Regions from separate parts of the Mus musculus genome. Here regions 2 and 3 are each linked to region 1. Evidence: chromatin contacts called from public Hi-C data. All regions are on one chromosome and are shown on one strand. The core of a region is the stretch at or near the end of the contact, and the rest is flanking DNA. Distances in the headings are between cores, read along the strand shown. Region 1 holds the start of Sorcs2 (sortilin-related VPS10 domain containing receptor 2). Region 2 overlaps Sorcs2 (sortilin-related VPS10 domain containing receptor 2). Region 3 overlaps Sorcs2 (sortilin-related VPS10 domain containing receptor 2).

Region 1 (2,647 bases), core at 43-2,542:
TCCTTCCCCACCCCCTTCAGCCCCACACTGACAGGCTTCGCTGCCCTTTCTTTGCTAGACCAAATGTCGCCACAGCTGTGCGCCCTTGCCTGGCTTTGGACTTCAGCTCCTGAATTTTTTGGGTTGGAAGTTTACATCAGGGTGCAGCCTGGGCACATTCCACAGGAGGAGGCCTTCTTGGACACGGGGCAGGGGCAGGCGCTCTAGTCCTGCTCAGTGCTTGGCACAGCGGAGCCCTGGCAAAATGACTTGTGCTGAACAGAAATTCCTGGAGGGGGCACTGGAGTTCAACCTTGGGAGCAAGTTCAGCTGTTGTTGCTGGATACTTTGTTCTTTGCTCTACTCTGTTCCCTGGAGTGAAGAGACCCAGCAGGCAGCGGGGCCTTTCAGTGTTGGTCTCCAAGTCTCCCTGTCTCCTAGACCCTGCTCCTGAGAGGATGCCGAGGGGACAAAGCTCAACTGCACTCTTGGCCTTATTTGGGCAGGCACCTGCTTTGTGTTCTGGATGGCAGAGGGGCTGGTAATAATGGCTGCTTTTATTGACATTGAATTAAAGACTTGGTGAGCTCTGGGGCTAGTTTCCTCATGTTCTGTGCTGGCCTACACCTTCTGGCTGGGACCTTGCCTCTCTGTTCTTCTCTCCTTGCTACCGCTACTCAGGTGTAATATGTTCAGGGGCTCCCCCTGGAGGTGGGAGATAAAGCCAGAGTCTGAGGGACTAAATTGGTTTTGGGCGACACCCCAAGGTTCCTGCACTATCCTCAGCTGCCTGGAACATCTTTCAGGTTTTCATGATTCGCAGGCGTCCCCTTGACTCTCTCCAGCAGCGCCCGGAGGAGGCGCCCTCCCCACCTCCGCAGAACGGCTACTCTGGAGTTGTTTGGCCTCTAAGCGGGCTACTTGGGTGTGGCCTGTTTCCCTTTGTTGCACCCTGTTGTGCCCCAAGTGCCTGGAACTCCGGCTGGTCAAGTGTAGACGCCTCGAGAAAGTCAGGGAGGATGAAAAGTGGGTGGGAGAAGAGGAGCGAGGATAAAGTTAGGAGTCACTGGGAAGGAAGGAAGGAAGGAAGGAAGGAAGGAAGGAAGGAAGGAAGGAAGGAAGGAAGGAAGGAAGGAAGGAAGGAAGGAAAGAAGGAAGGGGTCTTGGAGGTGTGACTGCACTCAGGACATCCTGGCCCGGCCTGGCCCAGCCCAGAGCTGCGGTGGCTTGCGCGCGGCCGGCAGGTGGCGGTGCTCCCTTGGCTGCGTGGCGGCGTTGAGTCCCCTCCTCCCGCGCTCCCTCCCTCCCGGCTCCTTTCTCTGCGCTCTTGCTCAAGCTCCCAGCGCCCTCCCGCTCTCCCGGCCGCGGTGTCGTCCGCACCGCCCCGCCGTTACCTACCAGCGACCATGGCGCACCGGGGACCCCCGAGCGCCCCGAAGCGTCCTGGCCCTACTGCGCCGGACCGGAGCTTTCAGGCTCTGCTGCCGCCGTGCTGGCCACGTTCGTGGCCGCTGCTGCTGCTGCTGCTGGTGCTGGTGGCTGCCTGCGGAGCGATGGGGCGCTCCCCCCAGCCCGGGCGCCAGGGTCCCGGTGTGCAGATCACTAGGCTGCTGCCCGCGGGACGCACGGAGTCCGGCGATCGCAAAGATCCACAGGCACGAGAATCAGAACCCAGCGTCCCGGGTCTCGGTCCGGGTTCTGCTTCGGGTCCCAGCACCGATGGCGCCCCAGCTCCGGGCAAGGGGCGCAGGGCTCGGGCGGTGCCGGTGGCCGGTGCGGCTTCGGCTTCGCGCGCACAGGTCTCGCTCATCAGCACGTCGTTCGTGCTCAAGGGAGACGCGACGCACAACCAGGCGATGGTACACTGGACAGGAGAGAACAGCAGCGTAAGTGACCTCCGCACTCACCCCGGCCCTGCCCGGACACCTCGGGATACCCAGGGAGACCACCACAGCCCCCTACTTCCGGACCACCCGCGGTCACTCTGCTGGGCATTCTTGGCTACTTGGGGGACGCGGGTCACCTCGGCGGCGCCCCTACTGGCTTCTGGTTATGGGTTACTTTTGGAAGGGTCCTCGAATTTGTGAGATTCTGTCTCGCTCAGAAGGTTTTTCCGAAGATCTGGAGACCAGAAACACCCCTAGCCTCTAGATCTGGGCTACAGGGAAGGTCCCTAGAGTCGTCAGGATCTGGGCAGCATGGGACAACTCCAGGTCCTTGAGGGCTACCCAGCTCTGCGCCGCGTGGACAGTGGGTGGGTCGCCCACACACTGCACTGCACTCAGCAGCTCCAGAGAACACCTCTGGAATTGCCACCTCTGGCGTCCTTACTACTTCATTTATGCTGACCTCAGGGTCCATGATATCCCTGACAGTTCCATGTCCTGTTCGAAGGTTCTTAATTCTAGGATTGCTCCTCCTAGTGTGCCCCACAGCTGTCTTTGGTCCGAGTGGACCATGGGGTGTTTAATAGTATTTAACGTTCTGTGGTCTTTAGAGCAGTGCGCCAACTCCCTCCCTCCCTTTCTCCCATGCCTCTCCCTCTGCCCGGAGAGCTCCAGCGTCCATCCCGCTCCTGCTCTTCCAGATTTAGGATCCAGCCACTCCCCGTTCCTTTTTTTGGTAGTGCACCTCAAGGGGTTTGTTTTTCCTTGTTAAAGGTCAGAGT
Region 2 (2,647 bases), core at 75-2,574, 110 kb after region 1:
CCAGCTGTCACCAGTTCAGGTAGCATGTGTTGCAGGCTCACTTGGAATCTGGTACCAGGTGGGCCTGACACTGAGTGCTTCTTAGGGACTTCCTGGCCCAAGCACATAGATGGCCTTCAGAAGAACAAGTGTCACATCCGGCCATTCAGGGCACAGGTGGGAGGAGGTGACTTGACACCTGACCTGTGATGCTGTGTCCATGTCCTGCTTTAGAAAGCATAGAGGAAGAGTCTGGGAAGTACCCACCTCCTGTTACAGAAATCTCTGAGTGAATGGTCATGCTTGTCATTCGTGGGACCTATACCCCATTGACCAAACCCCTCCCTCCTCCTGGAGAGGCAGAGTGGGTGGGGTTCTACAGTTAAGCAAGGCATGGTGCTTCTACCCCTTTATGGACAGAGTGACTTCCTCATGTCAAACCCAGGCCTAAGAGTGAGGAAACAGCTTTTAGGGGCTGATGGGAGGTTGTGGAGATGGGGCCTTTCTTTGTGTCATCTTGGGGAAGGGGTATGAGCCTGGATAGGTGGGTCTGAAGGCTCACAACAATCTCTAGAAGTGTTCATTGGGACTGGAGCTGGGCAGGATCAAATGGTTATGTGTGTGAGTGTGAGTGTGTATGTGTGTGTGTGTGTGTGTGTGTGCGCGCGCGCGCGCGTGCGCATGTGTTATTCATCAGGTGCCATCCACTTTGGTTTTAGAGGCAGGTCTCTCACTGGCTCAGAGCTCACAGGTTAGGCTAAACTGGTTGGTCAGGAGACCCCAGGGGCCCTCCTGTCTCCATCTCTGGGTTTATAAGCATGTGCCATTGTGCCAGGCCTTTTAGAGTGGGTTTGGGGATTTGAACTCAGGTCTTTATGGTTGTGAGTCTAGTGCTTTCTAGACTGGGCCACCTCCCACAACCCCTAATACTGTCTTGTGCCCAAAGCCTGGGGTTCCAACCTCTGGGAGCTGCTTCCTGATCCCAAGTGAGGGTGGGCTCCTGCTGCCCCAGGGGCCATGTGGATCTGCGGGCACTGCTCTTGCCTCTGCATTTGGAGTCACTGGCAAAGGACCCTTGCCCCATTTCCCACAAGGCCTTCCATAGTCTGCAGCCAGTCCTAGGCCAGTCCAGTAAGAAACTGCCCTCTTTGATGGAGCGAGCCCAGGAGCTCTCCTGCAGGCCAGGATCTACCCCTGCAGCCCTTGGAGATGTGGAAGGGAAGTGGGAGTTCTCCTGGCAGGAACTCTGGGGCCCAGCCTGTGGTGTGCTCTTGGAGCTGAGCCCAAGAAGAAAACTGTGAGGTTCTCCAGCCTTCTCTACCCATGGGGTTTCCGCAGCCCCGGTAATGAGGTTTCCTCTAGAAAGCGTTATATACAGCAATCTGCCTTCAAGAGTGTCCAAGTGGCTAACTGGCTGTTCACGTGAATGACAATTATAACCAGCTGTGGGCAGGAGACATGCTAATTGGATGTCTCCCATTGTAAATCGCAGCTGCCAAGGTTGAAGGAGGAAGCGGGTGCCTCGAAGGTGGTGACACCCGTTTCCCGGGTGCCTGTGAAGTCTCTGCCTTCACTGTGCAGCACACAGTGTGCACAAATCAAGGGACTGAAAAGGGGGCGGTGGGGGAAGGGAACAGCTCTGTCACTATGTCCTGGGCCTGGGCATGTAGTGCCCTTGAGAAGGAGGCCTGAGACCCTCAGCTTGTGGGTCTGCGCTTCTGCATACAGGCTGCTCTGTTGTTTTTGGACTGAGATGGATGGGATGTGGCCCTGCGCTCAGGAGTTGTTTCTTCAGCCTGGGGTGTATGAAGCTGTGTGCTGCAGTGTCAGTCTGTGGTGCTGGAGGAGGCACTTAGACCTTTGTAACAGGTCTTCTGGGGGATCACTTCCGGCCTGAGACCCACACTGCTGGGTAAGAGGCAAAGCAAGGGACACTTCTGAGCCTCAGCTTCCTCTGTGTTAAGGTGAGGTGGGGTATGTAGTCCCCCACGTGAAGCTAGCCGAGTGTGGACCTGGGTCTCTGGGTGGTGTAGCTCTTCTGCCTGCATAGGACAGACACTGGGAACTGAGACTGTGTGGGGCATGTGCCAGACTTCAGAACCCAGCAGTGCTGTGCCTGCTTTCTACCTGGGTGACCATGCTCATGCAGTGCTTAACCAGCCTGCCTCACCTTCCCTATCAGGAAGCCAGGTTCTTTCCGAGGTCAAGAGGACATCTGTGCTGGATGAGAAGGTGACACCTCACTGGATTATTGGAAGGATGGAGCTAACACACAGCATATAGTAAGCTGTCGTCATACTGGCTTCCCAACTTATGAAGTGCCTTTGTGGAGGACAGGCCAGCCTCACTAGGATCCTGGGATGCCCGAGTGCAGCTGCCAGGTCCTGTGTATGTGACAGGTACCTGCCTTTGGATCCTTGCTGGTATGTCTCAGGATGGTGGCTAGGATGAGGCAGTTCTTGGTAGCCTGATGCTTGGCACAGGTACCCTACATGAAGGCAGAGCCATGTGTCCCCAGTCATTTTGACTAAATTTATATCTGGGACTTTGCTTCCTCCCTACCCACCCCCCTCCCCCGAACAAGGGTGGGATTTAGTTCTATGTGAACACCCCACCTGTGGAGTCTAGCCTCAAGCCTTTCAGACACTAAGCAATCATTCAGACATGG
Region 3 (2,647 bases), core at 94-2,593, 72 kb after region 1:
ATGTCTGTCCCCACTTAAAAATCCCTGGTTTCTGTCTGATATGTCTGTGATGGTGGTCTATCCTGCCTCTGTGCTTCAGGACCCAATCCTTATCTGAAGATCTAGACCTGTGATGACCCAGTGGTGGTAGAAGTGTTTCTATGAGCAGGGTCAGTAAACTGAGGCTTGTGGGCTGACTGACACCTGCATCCTGAGGCCCAGACTGGAGTATCTTAAGGAGTTAGATGGAGCAGGGCAGCCAAGGACCCTGTTCTTGTGTGACTTTCACTGGAGCCCAGTGATGAATTCTGTCTTGGAGGAGAGAAAGCCCAGAGGTAGGTGCAGAGGAGAGTCACATGGGTTGCTCAAGGTCACAACAGAGGAACACCACAGCTTGTTCCCACTCGAGTGACTCATGCCAATCACCTTGACTGCCTGTACAGGATGGGTGGGGAAGGCAGCCCTCAGGTGTACAGGTTGGCTGAGAGGACCAACCTTAGGAGGTTGGGGACAGAAGACACTTGGTAGGGATGGGGGTGGGAGGGAGGAGAACTTGGGAAGCAGTTCTGCCTTGCTGGGGTGAAGTGAGGCCCGGTCCTGGCTCCTGACATTGAAGTGTGTGTGTGTGTGTGTGTGTGTGTGTGTGTTATTCCAATCCTTGGGGAGAGAAGTGAGATGATGCCCCCCTCCATGCCACCCCTCATGATTGAATCTACCTTCCTTCCCCAGGCTGCTGTCAGGGCACTGCCTGAGCCCTTTGGAGATCAAAGGACCCGAGGCAGGGGTGCCATCCAGTCTCACTAACCAAAGAGAAGTGGCAAGTTTGTCCATAGTCAATGGACTCCCATGGGTCTGGCTGGCCTGGGAGGGAACATCCACCTCCCAACAGCAGGACACATGGAGGAGAAAGCTTTGATTTGTAGCTCTCTGGCTGTTGGATCTCGAATATGTGTTCATCACGGAGGGAGAGGAGGCCTAGGATGCACTGGGAACTAACAAGAGCCAGGGGTGGGGTCTTTGTTGACATCTGCCTATTGCTTGGTCACATGCAGCTTGCCTTGCTGGAGCTGGGAGGGCTGGATGAGGTACTGCATTGGTGGCAGAAGGTGATGGAGGTGACTCTGGTACAGAGCCCATGCCCTGCTATGAAGTCTGGCAGCAGGCTGCATGGCTTTTCAGAGGCACTTATTAATTAAAAATGGAAAACTGTGCAGAGGAAGGAGGAAGAGGGCGGAGGAGGGAGGAGAAAGAGGAGAGAGGAAGGAGGAAGCAGGAAGCAGGAAGCAAGTCTACCCAGAGAGCCACGCTGGGTTCTTTGCTCAGTCTCTTCTCTGTCTCTTCCTGTTTGAGAGTCAGGGACCTGAGTGGTGGTGACTAAGGTTTTTCTGACCACACATGTTTGTTTCTCTCCTGATTCCTTTCAAGGCCTGATGTCACAGGCATCCCCTTTCCACAGTCTCTGTGGCCCAGACTCCCAGTGAGTGGCTGTTCTAGAATGTGTTGGGATTGCTGTAGTTGTTTTCAGCATACAATGAGTTGAGATGGCATTTCCCCAGCAGGTGGTCCCTAAGAGAGTCCTGGATACAGGGGTGAACATTGGAGATCTAGGTGAGACTCGCTACGTGCTTTCTGTGGGGTTGATGGACAGTTGCCATGGCTGGGAGAGCAGACATCTCCCCTAAGATGCTGGACCCAGGCCAGCATTTTGGATCTGGATCAGGCATCGTCTTGGCAGGAGGCTGTGAACCGTGCACAGCCCATGGTGGTACACACCTGGCTTTGCAGGCACCAGGGCTTTCTCACACGGGCTCATTTCCACTGCTTATAGTTTTAGCTTCTTGTACAGTGCTGACTCCCCAGCCACTAGGTCACACTTGGAATATGGCCCCACTGGGATTCTCCCATTTACTAAAGGTGCATCAGCACAGCCCAGTGACTATGGCCCTGCTTTCCTTTCTGCTCCTGTTGCCTAGAGGCCTGAAGCCATAGTGCAGTGCCTTGCCTCCCCTCCCAGTGACTGAGAGGCTCTGGAATACCAAAGCCAAAGGTAAGGGACTTGTCCTGTAGGTGCATGGCTGTCCACTGCTGCTGTCTGAGAAATTACTGCATGGAACCTGGCCTGATTCATCTTCCTTCTCTACAAAATGATAAACAAAGCAATGATGTCTGCCTGTATTTTGGTTATTTATGTTCTTCTACTGACCTGGTCCTTGGCACTCCCTAGTTGTTTAGAGCTTGAATGGGTCAAGAGGGGTACTGATAAGTGACATCCCGGCCATCCTGAGATGCTTGCCATTGTCTTGTACCAACTGCAACCCCCTAGATGAAGACCCCCAGTAAGGGATGTCTGGTTATACAGTCTGAGCTTATCTGTCCATTGTACTATGAAATGGACCACAGTCCCAGGGTCCCATGGAGTCTCCTTGGGCTCTTGGTGCTTCTGACCAGGGTTTCCAGTGTGCAAGGCTCTTTGCTGTGGCTGATGTTTCATTCTGTGACACACATGGGCGGGGCCTGGGCATCCCAGCATCCAGGGTCTTGCCCTCCATGCTCCCTCCCCTCGTGGCTCCCACTCACCCCCTTTCTGTCCCTGCTCCTGGGTCTACTGCCTTTGTTGTTGCTTGGTTGGGTTGTTCATTTCTGCGTGTAACTGGGAAGAAGTCAATGC

The links. Hi-C and Micro-C count contacts between places; a contact is called where the count stands out from the background.
Region 2: a contact with region 1 is called in a Hi-C map of cerebral cortex, with 3 times the contacts expected there. The contact joins the enhancer-like site here to the promoter of Sorcs2 in region 1. A contact is called at or near these places in 14 of 39 promoter capture datasets (the 3T3-L1 cell line, 3T3-L1-derived adipocytes, the C10 cell line and 9 more), 7 of 15 datasets of contacts at CTCF or cohesin (the G1E-ER4 cell line, embryonic stem cells, hippocampal excitatory neurons and 2 more), 53 of 484 Hi-C or Micro-C datasets (B cells, the C2C12 cell line, CD4 T cells and 27 more), 19 of 115 datasets of contacts at active chromatin or transcription factors (Th17 cells, Th2 cells, craniofacial prominence and 9 more) and 3 of 9 other capture datasets (adipose tissue, liver and pancreatic islet).
Region 3: a contact with region 1 is called in a Hi-C map of double positive thymocytes, with 6 times the contacts expected there. The contact joins the enhancer-like site here to the promoter of Sorcs2 in region 1. A contact is called at or near these places in 26 of 39 promoter capture datasets (the 3T3-L1 cell line, the C10 cell line, the HPC-7 cell line and 14 more), 11 of 15 datasets of contacts at CTCF or cohesin (CD8 T cells, the G1E-ER4 cell line, the NIH/3T3 cell line and 6 more), 280 of 484 Hi-C or Micro-C datasets (the 3T3-L1 cell line, 3T3-L1-derived adipocytes, the 4T1 cell line and 133 more), 57 of 115 datasets of contacts at active chromatin or transcription factors (the 230-238 cell line, CD4 T cells, CD4 single positive thymocytes and 37 more) and 6 of 9 other capture datasets (adipose tissue, embryonic stem cells, embryonic tail and 3 more).

What each region holds. Positions count from the first base shown.
Region 1 is chr5:36,396,784-36,399,430 of GRCm38.p6, reverse strand. It overlaps Sorcs2 (sortilin-related VPS10 domain containing receptor 2), which reads left to right and starts at 1,292. Exons shown (of 27, transcript NM_030889.2): 1 at 1,292-1,865. The coding sequence starts at 1,386.
Region 2 is chr5:36,284,293-36,286,939 of GRCm38.p6, reverse strand. The region is part of intron 1 of Sorcs2 (sortilin-related VPS10 domain containing receptor 2); the gene reads left to right. Among named protein-coding and RNA genes, the nearest start is that of Mir7689, 16 kb to the left of the region's middle. Within about 2 kb of position 1,324, at least 23 of the 459 cell types and tissues checked have an H3K27ac peak or open chromatin away from gene starts, as enhancers often do. A contact at or near this core is called in cerebral cortex and uterus, where this site is marked.
Region 3 is chr5:36,325,272-36,327,918 of GRCm38.p6, reverse strand. The region is part of intron 1 of Sorcs2 (sortilin-related VPS10 domain containing receptor 2); the gene reads left to right. Among named protein-coding and RNA genes, the nearest start is that of Mir7689, 25 kb to the right of the region's middle. Within about 2 kb of position 1,343, at least 24 of the 459 cell types and tissues checked have an H3K27ac peak or open chromatin away from gene starts, as enhancers often do. A contact at or near this core is called in the 63-12 cell line, B cells, the C2C12 cell line and 10 more, where this site is marked.